Regions from separate parts of the Danio rerio genome. Here region 1 is linked to region 2. A link is a contact called in public Micro-C data. All regions are on one chromosome and are shown on one strand. Each heading gives the region's core, a stretch centred on a gene start, on an enhancer-like site or on the middle of the called end of the contact. The rest is flanking DNA. Distances are from core to core; before and after follow the strand shown.

Region 1 (5,679 bases), core at 2,301-4,800, 63 kb after region 2:
TTTCAGCTCATAATACCAGTCAGATTATTTATTATATAATGAAGAATCTGCACGTTTTAAGTGTCTGAAGATTATGTAGCTGCTTCCCCCTGCCCACCGTTCCCACTTGCGTGTCTGCATCTCATGTTACATCAGATAAACAGCAGTCAGTGATTGAGACAGACACGGAAGAAGCTCAGATAAGGTCATTAGTTAAAAATATTGAGTACTTTATTTTATGTATTTGTGGTGGTGTTTATTTAAGCCTACAAAAATGCTTTTAAAAACGTTTTGAACTTATAAAATGAAGTACTGAGGTGCAAATGATCACGGAGACTTGTAACATTTTAATCTCAGTTTCTTTTTAAAAAATTGTTCTGTGGACGTGTATACATGATATTATGAAGACATGGCACCTGTCAATCAATTCAGTGGGCGGGGAAAACGCACTCCAAGGCCACATTGCGGTGGGCCTCAAAATCACTGGGGTTTGGATCCTATTTTTAATGTCAGTAAATAAAAAAAGACTTCTGTCACTCCAGTATGAATATGGACACACTATATCTACACAAAGTTCTGTCCAAACAGCTTACAAAATTATTTTGATCATAGGTGCCCTTTAAAGTGATATCGACTGCATTATGTCTGTCGTTTTAACTTTCAGTCCTCGTCTTAAAAATGATCTGCATGGTCTTCATCAATAGTGACATACATAATTTCATAAATTTCAATTTCTGACAGACAGTATACATTTTTTTCCAAGCGAATATTTTACTAAAGCATGTACATCCAGTTTTAACATTTCAGAAAATTTCTCCCTCCCTGTTTGGACTATTTCCATCAGAGTTGACATATCGATAATTAAATTATGCAAATAAACTTTCTTGATCACAATACTTCAGTTCCATATATAAAAGGCACCGGATAAACCGTTTATTAGCACAGAAGCTACATTTTCCCCAAAATTTGTGGAATTTCCTGAATATAATTTTGTATTTGGTATATACAATTGAAATCAGAATTATTGAACCCCCTTTAGTTTTTTGTTTTGTATTTTTTAAATGATTAACAGAGCAAGGAAATATTTACAGTACTTCTGATAATATTTCTTTCCTCTGGAGAAAGTCTTACTTGTTTATTTTGGCTAGAATAAAAGCAGTTTTAAGCCATCTTAAACATCTATATATATATATATATATATATATATATATATATATATATATATATATATATATATATATACACACATACACACAACAGTTCTGTCTGGTTCTCAAATCTGATTGGCTGATAGCTATGCGGTATTCTGCAATATCAGAACTCCTACAACCTCTTTACCCTTTGTTTATTCCTCCGCCCACATACAGCCAGCAAAAAGCAGACACTGCAGATCTAAAGATCTAAAGTTTAACTGTCAGCTTATGATTTGAATCCGGAAGAAAGTAGATCCTCATACAAAAGGGTTTTTGAGACTCCCCATGCTTGATTTTGTTTTTATATACAAAATTATGTCATCAAACTGTTGTAAAAATGCAATATCACACGAGTAGCAGTGCGATATGGCTGTATATCGGCACTGGTGGGGGCACTAAGGCACTCGGCCTGCGGCCTCCCACCAGTGCCGATATACAGCCATATCGCACTGCTACTCATGTGATATTGCTCATATATATATGTGCATGCGTGTGTGTGTGTGTGTGTATATATATATATATAGAGAGAGAGAGAGTCTACAGAACAAACCATCATTATACAATAACTTATCTAATTACCCTAACCTGCCTAGTTAAGCTAATTAACCTAGTTACGCCTTTAACTTGTCACTTTACGCAGTATAGAAGTGTCTTGAAAAATATCTAGTCAAATATTATTTACAGTCATCATGGCAAAGATCAAACTAATCAGCTATTAGAAATGACTTATTAAAACTATTGTGTTTAGCAGTGTGTTAAAAAAATCCTCTCTCCGTTAAACAGAAATTGGGGAAAAATAAACAGAGAGGCTAATAAATCTGACTTCAACTGTATTTTCTCAAATAAACCCTTTAACTTAAAAAAAAATGCTATCAAACCAAGAGCCATGAAGTGGTGAAATGTCAGGTTACAAAATGAATGTTTTAGTTGTTATGTGACAGCCTCACTCAAATGTCTTTTGTTCTTTAAGCAGACTTATAAAGTGTTTTGACAACTAATGTTCTAAATATATAGGTCAGGATATTGCAAAGAAAAAAGGGTTCTTCTGGCATCCATAGGGATTATGTCTGACTCGGTTTTAATTAGGATTTATTCATTACTTTAGGCCAAGGCCCTGAATTCAGAGAAATAATTATCTGACTACATTCAGAGATGATTAAACATCTTTAAAACAACAAACATAAAGCAATAGGAATTAAGATAGAGTTTGGTCTAGGGGTCTATATTTGCCTTTTGACTTGTAAGTTCTTGACTGGAATGGTTATGTACTAGTAAAACTAGCACACCCAAATTTATGTTAAAGAAAAATATTAAATACAAATTTTAAAAAGAGGAAATATCAAGAGAAGCAAAAAGATAGAAAGATTTGGTTAAAATGTTATGGATTTTGTAGGCAATATTTGCTTGAAATTAATTATTTTTCAATTTCTAAATATGTTTGGTGACTAAAATATTATTTTAATAAATATATGTTTAATGAATCTTTGCTGTTTAAATGCACAAAAATACGTTGCATACACTGAGAAATTGATAAAAATATTTATGGGGTGTACTCCATTATGCTGAGCACTGTACATCAATAGGCTAATAACAAGCAATGGCAAATTTGTATAGTAAATTATTGTATTGTCGCTGGGTTTTAACTTTCTCTACGGATGTGAGACAGCGCCACCTGTTGGACGGTCTCTTTCATTTTGTGCACCTGCCAGGTGTAAGACGTATTATTTATTGACTGATGGTTTTATTAAGAGCTTTTTAAGTATTCCCATTTAACAAAATGTTTTTTTAATATAGATGAGAAAGAATATTTCTATTTTTTAAAATGTTGGCGATTGTTTTGGGTTTTTTTTTCAAACATTTTAATTAAAAATTATTTGGATCCATAAAAATATGTTCTGTGGATTTACTGCAAGAGGTTATGAAGGGGACATATGCTTAACGAAAAATAACTGTTTTTATTGATAATTAAAGTGTAGTAACCGTGCTTTTTCCCATATTGTTTATATATTAGTTTTATTATGCTATGGTTTAACTATGGTTTAATCTTATCAATAGTGAATTTTGTGTCCAACCTTATAGCTGGCTATCAATTGCTTGGTCAATTAGGCAATTCGGCGATCAAAGGAGTTGCTCGCGCTCGGACGTGCATAACCTCCAACTATGTGTTTTACCCAGATGAATAAATCACGGGAGCATTTTCAAAATATAGCTTAGTGAAAGCTTCCTGAGCAAACAGCGCAGGAAGTGTTTTGCAAGACTGACGTGGCTCCGCAGTGACAACTGGCCTGTTTTTACACCTTCCTTCTAAATAAGGAAGCGGCCCGTCAGGCATATGACCGCCGGTCCAATTTGGGAGCTGCCAACGAAACCCATCAGGCTCCCTCGCGCTCCACTCACTCTGCCCGGGGCCGCGCGCCTGGACTCACACACCGACTGGGTTCTGGCGATCTAGCTGACCCCCGGCGGCGGTGAGGTCAGCGTGATGTCATCCCGAAGGTGAGTGATGTCATGCCGAAGATCTCCCAGGCAAGGTGAGCTTGCGTTTTGGTGAGTGTGTGTGGTGCTCCCCATCCAGAGAGGTGAAACATGGTAATCATCATCGTCGCCGCCACCAGCTCGAGCTCTGCCGCCCTGCTCTTCTCATCTACCGAGGGGCTTATTGCGTTACATGCCCGCAGCCCCGACCTGCCTTCCAAAAATAAGCCCCTGCCACCATGCCGAAAGAAGAAAAACAAGAGTGGTATTTTTAGGGGCATTAATTTTGACCACGTGCCCCGAGGGTAAACCGGATGGCCACTGCGCAAAGGTTCCTCACCAGTATGTGCGAGAGCAGCGGGCGCTGGACGTGGACTGCGGTTGTTCTGCTGGGCTTTCTGATTGGGATCGTGTCCTCCTACCCCACCTCGGACAGGACTAATGCAACTTCACTGGAGAAAAGGTGGGAGAAGCTCTTCTCCCGCTCGGTTTTGGGGATCTCGGTGGAGAAATCGGACCTGAACTGGGAGAGTGACTATTTGCTGGGCATTAAGAGAGTGCGGAGGCTGTACTGCAACGTGGGCATCGGATTTCACCTGCAGGTCCTGCCAGACGGAAGGATAAACGGAGTCCATAATGAGAACCAGTACAGTGAGTTGCATCCAGAAATCTAATGCATGACCACTCGTTGTACCAGGGATGGAAACGACCGAATGAAAAGCTCAATAATTATTGGATTTTTTTAATTAAATGCGTGAAGAAAAAAATAATAATTCGTTTTTATATTAACTTTTTTTATTATAATCAACAATGAATCAATATGATCAATTATAAACCAATGAATTTATTATTGCTATTATTTTATCGCATGTGTCCTAAAGCAATGGCATCCTATTAAAATAAACCCCAGTGTCAATCACTGCCGAATTTCCCGAGCCTCAAACATGACACGAATGCTTGGACGAATTTAGACGCCAACTAATTTTACACTGCGTCCACCTGCTTGTTGTACATGCCAGAACTGCAGGGCTTTTTCTTTTTTTTCCAAGAAATGAGCCAGCATTGGAGAAAAATGCAGAACAAAGGCAGTGCGTCCCGTGGATCCACCCACTCGTGTAGAATGAGTGAATGAGCTGCCGTGTGCCACACTGTCATGTATGTAACACTGATGTTCTGTTCAACCAGGTCTAATTGAAATCTCAGCGGTAGAGAGAGGAGTGGTTAGTCTATACGGCGTGAAAAGCGGGCTGTTTGTCGCAATGAGCAGCCGCGGGAGGTTATACGGAACGGTAGGTATGCCTGTTGTTTGATTTACTTTCGCCGGTTTTGCGGTGTTAAATGGGTCAATGACAAGTGAGGATTCGTATGGTGTGGGGTGACAAAAATGCTAAGCAGGTTTGGTGCCACTTATTTAAGGTTTCAAATTGTGTACCCATTAAAGGGATAGTTCACCCAGAAATTAAACCATAGTGGTTCCAAACCTTTCTCTTTCCTCTGTTGAACATCAAAGACGACATTTTACAATAAAGTACGATTCACATTTTGTCCATTTGGCTTAAACATTAGGCTAATTAGTTCCCTTTTACGCTGATTATATAGCTATGTATACAGTAGCTTATTCCTACACACAACACGGACATTTTTCATACTTAAGTTCACCAGAGTCAAAAGTCAAAACAACACTGGCCATTTTTGTCTCACAAAGCATTGGGCTGAATAGTTCTTATTGTAAAACAGTGCTAATCTAGGCCAGTTGGCACAGATATAGATTACTTTTTTACTAATGCTGGCCCTAGAAGAAAAGATTAACATGTACATGGCGTAAAACTGGTGATAGTCTGTAAATATTAAAGCATGCACAATGACAATCACTAAAGGGTAAAATGTCTCAGATCTGCCATTTAAACCTACACAAATAATATTTAATTAATACATGATAAGTTATTAAATGAGTTATTCAAGCTATGTACACTACTTATTTAAAATAAGCCAAAACACAATGCTTGTTTTATGTTCGATCCAAGTTAACAAA
Region 2 (5,849 bases), core at 1,279-3,778:
TATAGTAAGTTCACAGTACTCCTATAGATTAGTTTTTTTAACTCAAATGTAGCAATCCGTTTCCTCAAATGGTTTGAGTTCCCTTAACTTATTGGGTTTTACAGTACTCAGTTGGTTTGAGTTCTCTTCATTTATTGAGTTTTACTTACTCAAATTGCTTTGTTTACTCAAATAGATTAAGTTCAGAGTACTCATTAGGATTAGTTTTTTCACCCAAATGCTTTGTTGCAATCGATTTCCTCAAACGGTTTGAGTTTCCTTAACTTTTTGGGTTTCACAGTGTAGGTCTATAAAGACTTCAGTTTTGCTATATAATGAATTCAGATCAGTCTGAAAAGGTTGTCCTTTATCTTTATTTTGTATTTTTCATGAATAACTCAGATAAAATATATAATTTTAAACTTATAAAAGCGCAATTTAAATTGCCGATTTAGATATTTAACATCTAAAGATTAAAGCCTCATAATTCAACATGAAACATAAATAAACCGAAACTCCCCCTTGAATCACAAACTGCTGACATTCAGTCACACAGCCGCTAACTGATAGATATTTTTCACAGTGCTGATCAAACAGGCCAGTAAAAGAGCACTACAAGTTCTAGACGGTGCTGCAATACGAACTAAAGTGAACTCAATCAGTCCCTAATGGCCTCCCGTGCTCAGCCCAGAGAGCTTGTGCTAAGGAAATGTGTCACCAAATGTCTCACATTCTTGGTATCAGTTAGTGGTAAATTCTGGTCTCCGGTTACCTTAGCCTGGGGTCTGGGACATGGGTGCAAGGCTCAGTGACGGCTTTTTTTTGACTCGCTCTTCTACGTCATAGTCTCGCTCTTTAGCCATTTGAGCCCCAACCATCCAACAACTGCGCCTGACAGAGCTGTGTTTATTCAACTCTGAACAACATCTCCTGATGGGCCGAGACGGTCCTGTTAGAATGTGTTGGTTTTAATTAGGGCTCATCATCTGAGCCTCTGTCAACATGTGTCGTCTATGCACAAAAGGGGAGTAACAATAATTAGAGAGTTGATTCTGCTGGTGATTAAGTTGTCAAAAGAAGGTGACACTCTATATAATGACGTTTTCTTTTTATTTTAATGACGTTGCACAATGTCGTATAAGAGGCAATATAAGCCTGGCACAGACATTCCTCATGGGATGTGATCGTGGTACAGACTGTTAAGTGTGCATGTCTGCAGTAACAGCTCATCCTCTCTGAGGCCAACAAGACGACAACACACTGAAAAAATAAAACACAAGATGTGTCAGGTCTGAATAGTTTTCTTTTAGATAAAGAGATTGTGGACAGACAGACAGATTAGATAGATAGATAGATAGATAGATAGATAGATAGATAGATAGATAGATAGATAGATAGATAGATAGATAGATGATAGATAGATAGATAGATAGATAGATAGATAGATAGATAGATAGATAGATAGATAGATAGATAGATAGATAGATAGATAGATAGATAGATAGATAGATAGATAGATGAACTGATGGATGGATGGATAGAGAAATATATAGACTGATGATTGGATGGATGAACTGAAATGATAGGTAGATGGACAGACAGATGGACAAATGAGTGAATGAAGTATGGACAGACTGACTTGATAGACATAGATGAACTGAAATGATAAGTAGATGGATGGATAAATTGATGGATGGAAAGACAGACAGATAGATGGTCTGATGGATGAAATTATGTATGTATGTATGGATATAGATAGATAGATAGATAGATAGATAGATAGATAGATAGATAGATAGATAGATAGATAGATAGATAGATAGATAGATAGATAGATAGATAGATGGATGGATGGATGGATGGATGGATGGATGGATGGATGGATAAACTGAAATGATAGAAAGATGGATGGATGAACACAAGATAGATGGACTTATAGATGAACTGGAATGATTGATGGATGGATGGAAGAACTGATGGATGGATAGACAGATAGATGGACTGATGGATGAACTGAAATGGATGGATGGATGGATGGACAGATGGATGGATATATGACTAATGGATGGACATGACGGACAGATGATAGATAGATGAACGAATGGATGGATGAACTGGAATGATGGATGGATGTACATGCCAGACGATAGATAGATAGATAGATAGATAGATAGATAGATAGATAGATAGATAGATAGATAATGAAAAAATATTCTTATTATATTACCCACAATGTAACCATTGTATTGTTTCCGTCGTAACTATGTCAGCAAAACAACATTAACTACATGACTTTATTTATATGACGCATTTTCTTATTGAAGCTGTAAACCTGAAGTAAACTAGTCTGGATCTACAAATCAAGAAGAACTGAATTGAATTCCACGCGGTTTTATTTCTATTGTTCGGTTGATGACCCGAGCTCAACAGGAGGATTAACCCGTCCTCTACACCTCGCGGCTCCGTGCAGTGATTCATGGTTTTTCCCGGATAATTCAGCACGTCACTGACTGAGTCCTTCCCACAAAGTTGGAAACAGCGGAGCGTCCGTGAAAGCGACGGACACACGAGAGCCGCGTCTGGAAGGTAGGATATCAGCCTGTTTTTGTTCTGTGTGTAAGGCTTGTTTTGTTTCTGAAAGCTTTAGTTTGTGTCACTGACATGCTCGAGATGAGAAAGATTTCCGAATGAGTGATAAACGCAAGAAACTTGTTCATTGAATCAAAAATAACTTCCGCTTCCTGCATGAGACCCTCGCGCCGCATAAAATCACCAAAGGGGAACTGCAAACATGTTTGTACCGTTGTACAAACACACAGACTGGCGTTGTTCGTGTTTTGCTTCGCGATGTTTCGGATTCTGACAAAAAAACGGAAAACTAGTTAGTTATATTCTTGAGAAGTTTAGCGGATAGTACTTTACTATCATTCAATCTGGCAAACTTCTCATACTCGAGCTTACCATCATGTTAGAGTGAGGTGCCAAGTGCCAGGGTGGCACCGACTGTTTGAGTCGGTTATGTTTTTTTCAATGAAACATTTCCAAAGGTATTTGCTCAGACCCCCGCTGTTTTGACACATGGCTGTGGGGGAGGTAAATACTTAAGTATTTTAAGACTTTGTTTAGTCTCTGCTTAATGTTTTGGCTTTGTCTCAAAACATAGCGAACTGCTTGCCTAGACTGCATTTTTGGTATTTTAAACAATGTCCACTGTAGGAACGAATATTTTTGGGAAGCTCATCTCCTAAAAAACTCTCTGACTGAACCAAACATTGTCTTTTAAGTGCTTTCGACTCGCAGTGACCCTTGATAAAATATCGGCCTCAGGTCATTTAAATTGTAAGTGACTTTTTATTTTTTTATGTATTGAAATGTTTGTCAACAGTGATTTTCTTTTAGGAGGTTAACATCATATATATGCCAGCAAAATGAATAGCCATGGCTGATGATGATATGAGTGAGGTCTTATGAGGTGAAGCAATCAGCGTTCTTGACAAGAAACTGAACAATCATGCTTGTGCATCCTTACATTTTTTTTTCTTTTCGTTTTCATGTTATTTTTGTGTACTTTTTAAACAGCATAAATTAAGGCGAAATGTGTGTTTCCATTAAACTTTTTATCATCAGACAGTCAATGTCTCACTAAATGCCTGCTCACATCAAATGTGTGATGCATAAGAAACATGCCATTTAAAATGCAGCGCAAGTTGATCCATTTATGATTTCAACTATATATTCTGAAACTGAAGCTGCAAAGGTGGTTATATTTGGTCACATTTCCATCCACCAGCACATTTACTATGAGTCACTGCTGACAGCTAGACAATATTTATGGGGAGTCTAGACAAGTATTTATTTATAGCAGACTCTCTTGACATTGTTCGCCTGAAACTATTTAATAAACAGAAAATGACACATTTGAAAGCTCATCGCTTGATGTGAAGTTGGAGTATGTTTTATGTGTATGTTTGTTTATGTTTAACTATATATATATATATATATATATATATATATATATATATATATATATATAGACAGCATTATTTGTAATAAGTGTTTTTTCCATTAAGTTTGGCTGAGTAAAGATACTTTAGGGCTGGAGATCAGCACTAACAGCTCATCTGTGATTTCCTTGAGAAATGTTCTTCACCCGAAATTCCCTTGCCAGACCAGCTGTACTCGGCTTGCTTAATACCACACAACAGCAGATCAGATCAGGCAAACCACAGAGCCTCTTAAGCCAGAGAAGATGTTTAGTTCTTTTAATTACACATGCTCCTGTTTCAGCCCTCCAGGCTGTACAGCACCGAAAAACACCTTTACCAACATACAACAAAGTGGCAAAAAAAGAGCTTTTTTTATTTATCTATTTTTTATTTTACCATTTTTTTCAATTTTGCAGTTTTGTGTAATATTATTATTACTTTTATTAACAGCATTATTATTATTATTATTATAAATATTAACAACAATAACAGTGTTATTATTATTAATTTCCTTTACATATATGCTCTTCTCAGTATGACAAGCTGTAGCCGTTGATGCGCTGTGTCTCAGAAATTATAAATATTTGAAAATAGGCACTATATCCTTATAAATAAACTGCATGTATGGAGTTGCAATTTAAACTTTATTTTTGACAAAAAAACCTTTAAAGTACATTATGCTGTCCAACAGCAGCAATATTTGTCAAACTGTAGTGAGTTTATTGATCTGCTGTCACTCGGCGGAGTAATACAGGTGAGGAGGCTATATGTGTGCTGTTATTGCAGAATATCAAATGGCTGTCAGATAATCAGTCGAGAACAAGACAGAACTATAAATATGCAATTAATTTGATAATTATTTCTCATAAACTTTTATTGTTTATTTTTATTTAGTAATGCAGTTTTCACTTCATGTGCAAATAATTGTATTATCAGTAATAATTACATTATTATTTACACATTCATTTATCACATAATAATAATTAATAAAAAAATATTAAATTTTAAAACTCATCAAAGGTAAGCTAAGAATAATTATAATTGTTGCAGCTATTTTGCTCAATGTGCGCAAAATAATAATAATAATAATCCTGCATGCATACATATTTTTATTAGTATCGAAATCTCTAAAATCTCTTTTTTTTAATTTATTTTTTAATTTTTTTTAAGTCTTGGCCAACTAGACTAGCTGTCCTCATTCCAGTCACTCCAAATAATCCCATCAAAAGAAGTGCCTGACTATATTTGTGTAATTGAGTAACGCACCTACCAATTTTAATAAACTCTTCTACCAGGATCCTGATAGTCATCAAAAGACACAAACAAACATTCCAGAAAGCCTCCCCTTTGGCCGAAGGTCACAGTTTTACACTGCTAACCTATAATACGGAGCAAATGCCAGCTGGTCTAAAGTGAATGATGTCTCCATGTCTCTGCACCAAAGGGCCAAGTCTGCAGGATTCGTCTGGCCGCTAACCAGTTTTTAGAAAGTCACCTTCCATCCTCTTGGCTTGGTTTATATCTTTCAACTTCTTCATTCCTTTAATGTTTGCTGGACTGGGTTTCAGTAAATAATTGGAGCTGCCAACTAAACCCAGACTGAGCTAGCGATGTCTGCTCGAGTTAGAAAAATGCAACTTACACTCCGATTGATGTGGTGAATCCAAGACAATGGTGTTGAATGCAGATATGGGGATGAAAAGCTTTGTACAGGATGCCCAAGGCGGTTCGGTTCAAATAGGTTTATTTGCCCATCATTCTAAGATAGCAGACAAACCTCGTATGATCCAAGCGCTCGTTCGAATTCATTCACATTTCACTTGCTTTCAGTCATGTCACCCTCCCACTGATGACAATAGTGATGAAAGCCGCTGAGTGCTGACA

The links. A called contact is a pair of places that touch in the nucleus more often than the background predicts.
Region 1: a contact with region 2 is called in a Micro-C map of caudal fin, with 3 times the contacts expected there. The contact joins the promoter of fgf6a here to the promoter of zgc:77158 in region 2. A contact is called at or near these places in 2 of 18 Hi-C or Micro-C datasets (caudal fin and embryo) and 2 of 4 datasets of contacts at active chromatin or transcription factors (caudal fin and embryo).

The regions. Positions count from the first base shown.
Region 1 is chr25:17,877,754-17,883,432 of GRCz12tu, forward strand. fgf6a (fibroblast growth factor 6a) reads left to right here and starts at 3,551. Exons shown (of 3, transcript NM_001001398.2): 1 at 3,551-4,298; 2 at 4,833-4,936. The coding sequence starts at 3,962. All of the region lies in intron 1 of LOC103909838 (a long non-coding RNA gene), which reads right to left.
Region 2 is chr25:17,815,870-17,821,718 of GRCz12tu, forward strand. It overlaps zgc:77158, which reads left to right and starts at 2,529. Exons shown (of 6, transcript NM_205672.1): 1 at 2,529-2,565. LOC141380953 (a long non-coding RNA gene) reads right to left here and starts at 5,828. Exons shown (of 2, transcript XR_012400377.1): 1 at 5,608-5,828; 2 at 1,103-1,239.